Regions from separate parts of the Mus musculus genome. Here all the other regions are linked to region 3. The links are chromatin contacts, called in public ChIA-PET and promoter capture Hi-C maps. All regions are on one chromosome and are shown on one strand. The core of a region is the stretch at or near the end of the contact, and the rest is flanking DNA. Distances in the headings are between cores, read along the strand shown.

The links. Promoter capture Hi-C pulls out the DNA fragments that hold promoters and counts their contacts. ChIA-PET counts read pairs in DNA pulled down with a chosen protein or histone mark.
Region 1: a contact with region 3 is called in an RNA polymerase II ChIA-PET map of memory CD8 T cells, with 10 read pairs. The contact joins the enhancer-like site here to the promoter of 4930544D05Rik in region 3. A contact is called at or near these places in 7 of 39 promoter capture datasets (the 3T3-L1 cell line, cranial neural crest, embryonic stem cells and 3 more) and 1 of 115 datasets of contacts at active chromatin or transcription factors (memory CD8 T cells).
Region 2: a promoter capture Hi-C map of stem cell-derived epiblast-like cells shows a contact between it and region 3, with 3 times the contacts expected there. The contact joins the promoter of Alox12e here to the promoter of 4930544D05Rik in region 3. A contact is called at or near these places in 19 of 39 promoter capture datasets (the C10 cell line, the HPC-7 cell line, cranial neural crest and 11 more), 1 of 15 datasets of contacts at CTCF or cohesin (embryonic stem cells), 30 of 484 Hi-C or Micro-C datasets (B cells, the Ba/F3 cell line, the G1E-ER4 cell line and 9 more), 3 of 115 datasets of contacts at active chromatin or transcription factors (bone marrow-derived macrophages and embryonic stem cells) and 5 of 9 other capture datasets (adipose tissue, embryonic stem cells, liver and 2 more).

What each region holds. Positions count from the first base shown.
Region 1 is chr11:70,295,952-70,299,658 of GRCm38.p6, forward strand. No RefSeq gene overlaps it. Among named protein-coding and RNA genes, the nearest start is that of Gm40192, 6.7 kb to the left of the region's middle. Within about 2 kb of position 2,355, at least 57 of the 459 cell types and tissues checked have an H3K27ac peak or open chromatin away from gene starts, as enhancers often do. A contact at or near this core is called in memory CD8 T cells, where this site is marked.
Region 2 is chr11:70,320,534-70,324,273 of GRCm38.p6, forward strand. It overlaps Alox12e (arachidonate lipoxygenase, epidermal), which reads right to left and starts at 1,997. Exons shown (of 14, transcript NM_145684.2): 1 at 1,789-1,997; 2 at 1,152-1,353; 3 at 899-980; 4 at 695-817; 5 at 503-606; 6 at 197-357. The coding sequence starts at 1,923.
Region 3 is chr11:70,614,555-70,618,421 of GRCm38.p6, forward strand. It overlaps 4930544D05Rik (RIKEN cDNA 4930544D05 gene), which reads left to right and starts at 1,340. Exons shown (of 4, transcript NM_001145537.1): 1 at 1,340-1,450; 2 at 1,550-1,750; 3 at 1,844-2,051; 4 at 2,204-2,336. The coding sequence starts at 1,385. The coding sequence ends at 2,244. It overlaps Chrne (cholinergic receptor, nicotinic, epsilon polypeptide), which reads right to left. Exons shown (of 12, transcript NM_009603.1): 4 at 3,856-3,867; 5 at 3,601-3,756; 6 at 3,051-3,151; 7 at 2,593-2,793; 8 at 2,401-2,515; 9 at 1,107-1,221; 10 at 846-1,032; 11 at 654-760; 12 at 329-574. The coding sequence ends at 419.

The DNA of each region.
Region 1 (3,707 bases), core at 1,105-3,604, 320 kb before region 3:
ACATACATTGTCAACACATCAATACATAGCCAATACCCTGATATAACTACTCTTCTGTTCAGGGCATTTAAGTCATCTTGTAAACCCAACCTACTTTTAATTATTTAGAATTACTATTCTGTGAACAATCATAGATTTCTCTTTGTTGTATATCTTAGCTATGTTCAGCTGAGTTAAAAAAAAAAAAGAGTACAGCTGTAACATACAGCTGTAACCCTAGCACCAAGGCAGAATCATTCATTCAGGTCCAGCCTGAGCCACTCGGTGAGATTCTGTGTCAAAAGCCAAGGAATTAGTAAACAAAACAAGAAAGGTCAGTCTGCCCCTCAGAGGACCCCTGTGGGCTTTGTCTGGGTGCCTCTTGGCTTGTCCAATCAGGAACAGTGGCTCATCTCCATCCTGGAATGAGCCCTTCTTTATCATCTCTTTTAAAGATGCATCTCGCTAAGTTTGCTCCTATGAACTGAGATAAAGTGTTTGATTCTACATGTTTCTTGAGAAGAACATTTATAGCCTACACTCAAAAAATTAGATTATTTTCAGAGAAAAATTTAAGCTTACGGAAAAACTAAATCTCTTTTTCTTTTTAAAATTTATTTATTCTTTCATATATTATATCCCAACCACAGTGCTCCCTTCTTCTCTCCTCCCAGTCCCTCCTCCACATCTCCCCTCTTCCACCCTCACCCCCACCCCTGTCCACTCCTCAGTTTCCCTTCAGAAAAGGACAGGTCTCCCACGGATATCTACTAGACATAGCATATCAAGTTGCAATAAGTCTAAGCACCTCCCCTCGTGATAAGGCTGGACTACTGGTTCCAATCAGTCTTCAGGACTGAGTCCACTGGGGAGCTACAGGGTTGCTTGGCAACCACTCCCAGGCTCTGACCATCAGATATCATCCTTTCCGGGTTCATAAGCAAAATTTCTTTTACTATTGTCTAAAAATAGTTTCTGCGAAATTTTTAGTTTGTCCCTGTCAAATCTCCTGGTTTTCTATGTTGTCCTATTTCAAGAGACTGGCTTTCTGTGACTCCATGGCTATCAGAGGTACGTTGCTCCAACTGACTGCCTTTGTTGTTGGTCCATGAGTCTATTGTGCAATCACCTCAAATTGGGAAAAAAAAAAAAAAGTCCGGCGCTTGGCTTCTAAGCCATGATCTTGTAAAGTAGTTCTTACAAATAGAGACCTTAAGGCCACAGACTTTATAGCTAAGTTATCAGTATAGACCCCAAGCATCCTCCTCCTCGTTGCTGGGTTTAAAATATATATGGGTCTCCTAAATCCTATCTAAACTTCCTGTAGATGTATTGTTTTCTGGATGAAGAGTCCTTTATTTTCAGCACACTCTTCATTATTAACAAATTCAGTAAGATGAAGAAAACATGAAGCCTAATAATGCTGAATAACAAATTATATTTAAGTATCATAAAATAATTTAACATTAAATACCTAAGAAGTCACTGCAACAAAATACATATGATACACACACACACACACACACACACACACACACACTGAGCTTGGAATCAGAAATCCTGAGTTCTAGTGGCTCTCTGGGCCTGTGCAGCTTGCAGCTCATCTGAGCCACGGTTTCTTTGTTGCACAGGAAAGTCTACCCTTCCGACCTCCCAGGAGAGGCAGCACCTCCCACTACGCAGAGGGAAATTACCACTGTGTTTGTGTTACTATTTGCCTAGAGGATATCCCATCCCAGGGCAGCAGGCACAAGGCTTGATTGAAGCCACACATTTGGGGTCTTCCTGAAGCTGCCATCTTTAAGGACGCAACCCAGAAGAAGGTGGAATGGAGTGGGTGTGAGAGCCACCACTGGCAAAACCTCAGAAGCAGAAGCAAGTTTCCCAGGGCTGGACTTGAATTCTCCATTCCCTGCCTCAGCCTCGGGAGTATTGGGATCACAGATGTATACCACTGTGCCAGGATCAAACTCACGTCTGACCCTTGAAGAATTTCCCCTCCCATCCAACAAACAGTAGCTGGCTGGCTGACACTTTGAGGAAATTGGAGCAGGCTGTGGCGTGATTAGGGGCTTGTCGTGAGAGGACCGAGGATACTGGCTAAGGAGGGATAAGGTGGGTGGCGGAAGCAGAACTGTTTATCACCAGTGTTCTTCGGCTGCAGAGCGGGAGGGCAGTATTTATGCACACAGTGCCTGCTAACTATAAAAGGTTACACACAATTGAAGGGCGTGCCTTGCTCCCACGGTCCCTAAAAATGTTCTGTGTGTCTTCACACCCCGTCTCTCAAGATTTCAAATCATATATAAGACAAATTTACACTTAGAAGACAGCAGTTTCCTGTGCAGGTGCTGAGGCTCACCCAAACGCCTTCCTTCCTGCCCCTCACACCAGAGAGGAGGTGTGTCTCCAGGCTCAGTCCTCTGATGCCTGCTCTCTCCTCTCCTAAGAGAGATGCAGATGATTCTCTGGTCTCCCCTCCAGTGTCTGACTTCTCTCAGAAGTCTGAAATCCACAGCACCTTGAACTTGCTATGCAATAGGGAATGGCCTTGGACTTGTGATCCTCCTGCCTCTACCACTCAAGCTCTAGGATTACGTCCAGCAATTTTTTATTTTTTATTTATTTATTTTTATCTTTTTTGGTTTATTGAAATAGGTTTCTCTATGTAGCCCTGGCTGTCCCGGAACTCACTATGTAGACCAGGCTGGCCTCGAACTCAGAAATCCGCCTGCCTCTGCCTCCCAAGTGCTGGGATTAAAGGCGTACACCACCACTGCCCAGCAAATTTTTTCGTTTTTAAATATTTATTTATTTATTATATATGAGTACACCTTAGTTGTCTTCAGACACACCAGAAAAGGGCATCAGATCTCATTACAGATGGTCGGGAGCCACTATGTGGTTGCTGGAATTTGAACTCAAGACCTCTGGAAGAGCGGTCAATGCTCGTAACCGCTGAGCCATCTCTCTAGCCCCACAGCAATATTTTAATATATAACCATCCATATTGAGAAAGCTAAACATGAGCTTATACTAACACCCAAACTAATCCACAAACACAAACCCTCTTCACTTAGCCTCCTGATTAGTTTTAAGCATGTCTTTTATGTGCAGCTTTATGCTAACACAAACTTATTTTCTAGCAGTAGGTGCAATAAGTTGACTTACATTTACTGTCGTATATGTCTGCTTCTGGATGCCACAATTCTCTCCAAGTATGTATATTGATTTCATGTGTCTGTAGGTCTATTTACACAGAAAATATTTACATTGTTTCATAAATGGACTGTTTGCTTTACATTTATTTTTTTTTTTAATTTAAGACATCATCTACTATGTAGCCCTGGGCTAACCCAGAACTCTGTATGTAGACCATGCTGGCCTTGAATTCACAGAGATTCACCTGCCTCTGCCCACTGAGGGCCAGGACTAAAGGTGTGTGCCACCACACCCATCTGTTGGCTTTGCTTTAAATCATAACTTTACACATACTCGGGAAGGCTGTATATTGATCCTCACAGTGACCACAGTAATCACAGGATCTTGATCAACTCAACTGACAGCTCCTTCTGTTAGCAATGCTAAGATTATTTTGTGTTCTATTTCTGTTGGGTTTTCTCTGCCACTGAACTTGAAAACCCAATCGTAACTCTCTTCTATCCCTTTCTTGTTAGACATATTTTTAGGCCAGGGGCTTATTCAAATTTCCAACCTTTCTACCGGCT
Region 2 (3,740 bases), core at 747-3,246, 290 kb before region 3:
AACCTGTCACCATTTTGTATGCTAACCTTAAAAAATGATCTAAGAAAAGAAATCCTAAATGCAGATAAAGGAGGGTATTGATGATGGAGTCACACAAGGAGAGGTGGGGGGGAAGGAAGCAAGGAAAGGGAAAGAAATCGGTCAGAACCATGGGGATGGGGTTGGGTGCATAAGCTAAACAGAGGCAGCTCAGCACCTTGAGCTCCTTCTCCAGCTGGGTCTGTACGTCTTCCATCCCTGGAGGCAGGACCAGCCGGGCTGGAAGGCGCATGGACCGCCTCAGGAGCATGGGGTTTGCACCGTTGAGGAACTGGTACCCAAAGAGAGCATCTTCCTTCCAGGAACCACGGACCCGCTCTGAAGACATCCGTTGAGAACACAGTGTGAGCTCTAAACGTGCCCTCCAGCCAACCCATCATCTCCTGCCCTCTCTCCCCAGTTCTCTCGGATAGCTGGGTTGGAATTCTGATTAAAGAGACTTTAGGAAATTGTGGTCACTGACCAGGCAGAGCAGTCTTTGTATGTGGGAATACTTTCTGGTAATCTTCCAGCTTTTGTACACGACTTACAAAATCTAGAGTCCCCTTAATAGCAAAGTTCTTCAACCTGTGCAAAGAACACCGTGCAAGAAGATCAAGAAAGAGCCCACCTTACAGCTTAAGGCGAAACTGCGCAAACTCAACCAAGTACTCACTCTTTGACCAGAGAGAGGGAAAAATCTAAATCCTTATCCTTCATGAATCTCTGGTTCCGGGGGAGGTCCCGTTCAGTACTCCCTGCTATAGGCAGGATTAATCCCTCCTTCCAGGAGCCCCACCTGGGGAACAGATACGGAGCCTTACGTGAGACAGTGGGTTTGGAGGCTCTAGAGGGCGATCGACAGTTTTCTTGAACTCACCGATACACATTCCTTCTGTTCTCCAGCTCCTGCTCTCGATACTTCCTAAACAGGTTCTGAGTGTCATCAGTTACCTTCAGGGCTGGAAGAAGCAGACACAAAAGTGTGTCCTCTTAGGGCACCGCTCTGTGCCCTCCATCTCATCCTTTCTCGTCTCCCCCGCTCCCCTCTATCTCTAATCTTTTCTGTAATTTATTTCATAACAAGCCCAACGACCTCCTGCATCCTTCAGCGGCACCGCCAGAGTCCTCACCAGTGCCCTCGGTTAGGCAGATAGTCTCCTTGCCCTGCACCCAACTGTAGCAGGGGAAAAAGGCTTCTCCTTGGGTCCCAGGGCCCTGCACAGTGATGCTCTTGCAGAACCAGTCAGAATCCAATAGGCCTTTCTGTTTGCGCAGCTTCACCGCCAGGAGGCGCCCTAGATGCAAGGGGACGTCGACCTCCAGCTCTGTCTTCTGTGGGATAGGACACAGCTCCTAAGCAAGTCTGGGGTCCTCCGTGTGGGCAGCAGTGTCAGTGAGCCCTCGGAGAAGCTTGGCTTTGGCTCCAATTGCCCTTCTAAGAAGCACTCAAGGAAAGAGACCTGAACCGAGTGGCGTCGAGGAAGGAGCGGGGCGCTCTGCTGGGCTCCAGGCTCCTCTGTGCACCTGCAGCGCTCCCCAGTGTTGTCTCATCCCCGCCCCCTCTTTCTGCCCAGCCCCTCTCTCCTATTCCTTTCTCTGTCCCCTTTTCTCGCAGCCAGCCCACCTGCGCCTGCTATCACTCCCGGATCACCTTCTCAGTGGTTCTCTGGGATCAGGCTTCCTCCCCTCCCCACAGTTCCCAGAACCCCTGCAGAGTCTCAGATCCCCGGTTCTCCGCGAGAGCCCCACGTAGTGGCCGGCACTCACCCTTCCCAGCAGTGGCCGCAGCTGCTTCCCAAGGTCCGCCTCTCCATGCTCGCCCACCAGCCACAGATGCACCAGGTTGGCGGAGCCCGCAAAAACCGAGTCTCCAGTGGCTACGAGGATCTTGTACTTGACCATCTCGGCTGATCCTCTAGAGGGACCTGGGGGGAAACTGCTCTTAAGAGGATCTGAGAGGCTGCCTCCAGAGAGTCACACCTAGACCAGAGTTTGGTGTATTTGAATTGCCCCCGCCCACTCAGGTCCCTCCCCAACTAAGGAGCAGGTATCTGATTCTCACCTTCACTGTCTCTAGATGGTTTGCCAGCAGTTTCCAAAAATGCATCCCTACCTTGTTTTCTTGGCAAGGGCTTCATGCCCAGCCCTGAGCTAAGCACATCAGCTAGCTAAGTCTCACGCCCACCCAATTTTAGTGGAAAAAAAAAGCGCAGCAGGCAGTGATGACAGCAGTAGAAAGGCTTTGGGTGGGGCGCGCTTTTCCGTGGAAGTGAGCTTAGCATCTTGGCAAGGACCAAAGAGTTTTGTTGTTGTTTTTGTTGAGGACAGGTGCAGTAGAGGTGTTCATTGTTCAAACTGGAGAGCCCGAGGAGGGAGTTTGGAATTTCCCTATAGTCTGGAAGTTTCCATTGGACCTCCCTGAAACCTGATCTTTGAAGACAAAGCTTTAGGCTGAGCACCCATACTGTGGACAAACTGCAGGGAAGGGGACAGGGAAAGGAACAGGAGAGAGGACTCTCTTCAGGACTAAGTCTTCCCACCACATCTCCCAGAGTTCGGCCCCCCTTCCTCCTCAGAGCGAGTACAGGGGTATACCTCTCTGTCCTGTGACACTCCTGCCTCTGTCCAGGTGCTCCTGTGCTCCTGTGGACAAAAGTCCCTGAATCCACAATGGATTTTGCTTAAGAGCTAACTACTTAACTAACTGATCCCTTGCCTCGTGGTCGAAGAGTCCGTCAAAACATGCGGCTGAGAGCCGGGCGTGGTGCACGCCTTTAATCCCAGCACTCGGGAGGCAGAGGCAGGCGGATTTCTGAGTTCGAGGCCAGCCTGGTCTACAAAGTGAGTGCCAGGATAGCCAGGGCTTCACAGAGAAACCCTGTCTCGAAAAAAACAAAAACAAAAACAAAAACAACAAAACAAAACAAAACAAAACAAAAAAACATGCGACTGAGACCTGAATCTAAAAGTATAGATGTACTTTCTCAGACAAACGGGGGGGGGGGGGGGGGGAGGACACGGACTTGCCATTAGTTTATAGTGGAGCGGGTGCTTGAAGGATCTTGCAGAACAAACACTAAATGCAACTTGTCTAGTTCTTTACCAGTTTTCCCTCAGCCTTTCTTGTTGTTTGTTTTTGGAGACAGGCCCAACCCCTTTCTTGTGTTCCTTTCACTCCAGGACCCCTGCAGAGTCCCAGGTCCCCAGGTCTCTGTGAGCCCAGTTGTGGTCCTGCACTCGCCCTTCCCAGGAGAGCTGAGACAGCCCTGGTTGTCCTGGAACTCACTCTGTAGACCAGGCTGGTCTTGAACTCAGAGAGATCCATCTGCCTCTGCCTCTGCCTCTGCCTCTGCCTCTGCCTCTGCCTCTGCCTCTGCCTCTGCCTCTGCCTCTGCCTCTGCCTCTGCCTCTGCCTCTGCCTCTGCCTCTGCCTCTGCCTCTGCCTCTGCCCCTGGGTGCTGGAATTAAAGGCTTGTGCCACCATGCCTGGCTTTTTATTTTTTAAACAGTTATCTTGGCTACTTCGCATCAGTATCATGGCAGGGCTTTTTAAATGCATCTTGCTTATATAGTCAGAGAATATTCTATTTGATTCTAATTTTAAAAATATAGCTATGCTACCATCCCAGTGCTAATATTTGTTTATGGGTTGCACAATTTTACAATAATCATAGTTCACGTATCCCCCCATTGATACATGTTCTCATTATACTCCATTT
Region 3 (3,867 bases), core at 90-2,589:
AAAGGCATTAGGCTCTGTGAAGTTACTGTGATAATAGAGACGAAGTAAGGTGGATGAATAGGCCAGGGATCAGTCCTGACACGGTAGGACCCTTTGAGAATAGTTTTTACCAGCCCCAGCAGGGCCAGGCCAGACTTCTGGCTTCAGTGTTTCTATATCTGGGTCTTGTAAAAACCTCATTGGCTATCAACTAGATAAACATTCTTTAGGTTAGAAGGAGCCAAGAGCAAAATTGAACCAATTGCCTCCAAGTGCCTGACCAAACCACCCACCCATCTTCTACTTCCCTGAGGAGTTGGACCCACCCACATGACCACACAACCCCTCCTGCAAGTTCACAAACCAGATTTATTGTCAGCGGCCTGTTTTCAAAATCTCTTTCTTGGGGGGTGGGGGAGAGGTGGGTGCCAGTGCAGGCTCATGGTTGGATGCACGGTGGGTAAGGGAGATCAGGAACTTGGTTGAAGTAACCCCCAAGGAAGATGAGAGTAGAACCAACGCTGAAGAGCACCAAAGCTGCCCAAAAACAGACATTGTCCAGGGCCTTCCCCATACGCACCCAGTCGGACAGTTCCTGTGAGAGAGAGCTTAGCGAGGGAGGAGCCTGGAGGGCGGGGCATCTAGCACTGCTCCGCCTCAACCTCCCAACCCACCTCTCCAGTGGCTTCCTGGTCTCTTGTGCTCTCAGCCACAAAGTTCACAGCATCCACACAGCAGCGGATTTCTGGGGCTGCAGCACCCAGGTTCTGGCAGAGGGCTGCTGCTAAGGCAACAGCAAGCGCTAGGTCATTAAAAGAGCGTCCCTAACGGCGAGTGTATGCCTTTGACCCAAGAGCAGTGCTTACCGGTCCAAGTTCCGTGCCGATGCCTCTGACCCTCAAACACGAGTTCGCTCCGCGGCTTTTTCAAGATGAGCTCCTCCGCTCTGAGCAGAATGCCCACAGACGAGGCACGCCTCGCTGGTGAGGCAGTTCGGGGATCCTCTGGGGGTGGGCTCGAGCCCAGGAGACGCGGCAGCAGCTCTAATAAAATCTGCAGCCGGGGCAGAGAGAGGTTCCAAGCCCGCTTCCCACCCCTGGGCAGTACTTTCTCCAACCAGCGCTTACCTGGCGCAGCCGAGGGGATGTAGCATGAGTCGTTGGCGTCCTCAAAGATACGTTGAGCACGATGACGCAATTCATGACAATGAGCGTGGCAACCACCATGACGAATATAAGATACCTGATATACAGAAGCCTGATGTCACAGCACCCCACAAACAAGGCACTAGCTGCCCTCTACCTCACAAATACCACCTCCGCACAGCTGGTGGCGTTACTTCTTGATCCTCCTCAACGATGCCAGTATTGTCCTGGCCCTTCTGCATATACCATCTGTTGCGGACATGAAGGGGATTCCCAGCAATTTGGACACCCTGCTGTGGGTCTACCACTTCCACAGCTCCACCGAGGTGAGGGTATTAGAATGGCAGAATCTGGAGAGGTCCCCAGCTCTTCCTGCTATGGCCCTTTCCATGTGATCATTCCACTCACTACCCTTGCTCCTCCAGGTGGCCTTACAGCCTCCACTTCTATCTTCCCTGGAACTTGCTGTGGCCGCAGCTCACGAATATCTGGTGCAAAGGTTCAGAGAGCTTAAGTCCCAGGACCCCCTGGAATCCGACAAGTCGCCCACCCAGAAGGCCACCCTAGGGCTGGTGCTAAGAGAAGCTGCAGCCAGCATCATGAGCTTTGGAGCCACCTTGTTAGAGGTGCTGCTCTGGGAGGCTGAGGGATGGGAATAAAAGGGGGAGAGGGCTAGGCCAACAAAAGCAAGGACCTCTAGCCCATATGCCCCAATGTAGATCTCGGCCCTGTGGCTGCAGCAGGAGGTGCAGCGACTGGACGGCGGCAACGACTGCCCAGGCCCAGCCCCAGACACTGGGGATCCTGGTAGGGCGCTGGCCCGTGTAGCCCTGGCCGCAGGGCAGGGGATTCGGCAAGCTGGAACGGCAGCTGGCGCAAGTGCCCGGTACCTGATCCAGGGGGCGTGGTTGTACCTGTGTGGACGAGGTTTGCACGGGTCTACCTCATCTCTGCCACAAACCCTATGCCAACTGGGCCTTGGGGTCCCTGGGGATCCGGTGCGTTTGGGATAAAGGGTGCGACATGGGTCAGAGGAGGTATGATTAAGGAGATGCTGAACTATACTGTCCTCTTAACAGAGAGACTCGGGAAACCTCAAGGTGTCGCCCAGCAGCAGTGAGGAGAATGGGGGAACAGATAATCCATCACTGTCCCAGTCCAACCCTGTGTCCAAATAAAAGTCCAGAACGGGACAACACCAGGTCCCTATGCAAGCCTTCTTTGGCTACATTCTCCATGCATGCCCCTATCTCTGTGGGATCCACTTTGAGATTACCTGCCCAGCAGTGGCACGCTCAGAGAAGTCTCTGGAATTTTCTGGGCAATTAGAAACAAGAAGACAGTCTGGGCTAGCAGGACGTTGATAGAGACCGTGCATTTCTGGCCACCAGCTAGAGGGAGCAAGCTGTGAGAGGCAAGCCAGGGAGCAAGCCCAGCCTGGGGTTCAGGAGTCAGGGTCACCCCTTACCCTGCGCAGGCAGGAAGTAAGCGAGCAGCACCAAGCCAGAAATGAGCACGCAAGGCACAATGATGTTAATGACGTAAAAAAGCGGCTTCCGGCGGATGATGAGCGTATAGATGACGTCAGTTTCTCCAGGACCTTCTGTGGAACCTCCCTCATAGCGGCGAATCATGCCTGGGCAGTAGTCTATGGCCCATTCTCCATTCTCTGCAGGACATAGGGCACAGTCAGCCCGCACACCTGCAACTCCAGGCCAAGAGGGCTGCTTGAAACCTGGGCTGTTAGCACGGGGGCAGAATGGTAGAGAGGGGCATTTCTGGTGGGGGTGTGGAAACAACACATCTAGACTGACTTCAAGAAGCTCAGCTTCCGGTTGTGTGGTTCAGGCCAAGCCCTACCCTGAACGTCCCCCCTTGAACCTTATCTGGGAGAAGAATTTTTGGAAAGGGGGTATATCCCTTCACCGGTAAAAGCTGCCGTGTCAATGTCAATCTTGTTGATGGTATTGCCGTCGTCATCCACGGCAAAGATGAACTCCACCTCCTCAGCATTGTAGGTCTGGGAGCTGTGAAACAGGGCCAGTCTTTACCCCAGAAGCTGGCAGCCATCTTAGTTCCACCCTGGAAGCTTCAATCTGGCAGGGTAATATGGCTCTCTTCTTTTGCCCACATTCCCCAGCGCGTTCCCAATCCTGCTTCCTTTTCTGTTCTGTTTTGGGTTGCTGATGGGCTTACCGTGCTATCCAAGGGATTCCTGGACTCAAGTAATTTTTATGCCTCAGACTCCTCCTGGGGAATAGCTGCGACTATGCGCTCAAACTACAAGATGGCAGCAAGAAACCTGTGCCCACGCCTACTGCAAACCTACACCAGCTTCCCACCCCTTCACTCCAGTGCCTCACTCCAACTCCTTCCCAAAGACCTTCCAAAGAAGACCCCACCTATCCCTCCTTAGCAGGCCCTGTCCCCTGCTCTAGGCCCTTCTCAATATCATGATTGAAGTGATTCTTCCTACCGAAAAATGAGAGAGCAGTTCTGCCAGTCAAAGGGGAAATAGGTGACCTCCACTGCGCAGGTGCTGCGGTAGATGGCTGGGGGCAACCAGCTCACATAGCCTCCCTCATAGACTAGAACATTGCTGTCGTAGGCCACTCCAAACTGCCCATCAATACTGTGGAAACCAAGCTTTTCACATGTCTGAACCTCCTTCACCAACCAAATCCCCCAAAGCCAGTTCCCTTTGCAGCCTGCCCTCTTGGGTGATCCTCACTTGTTTTCTAGA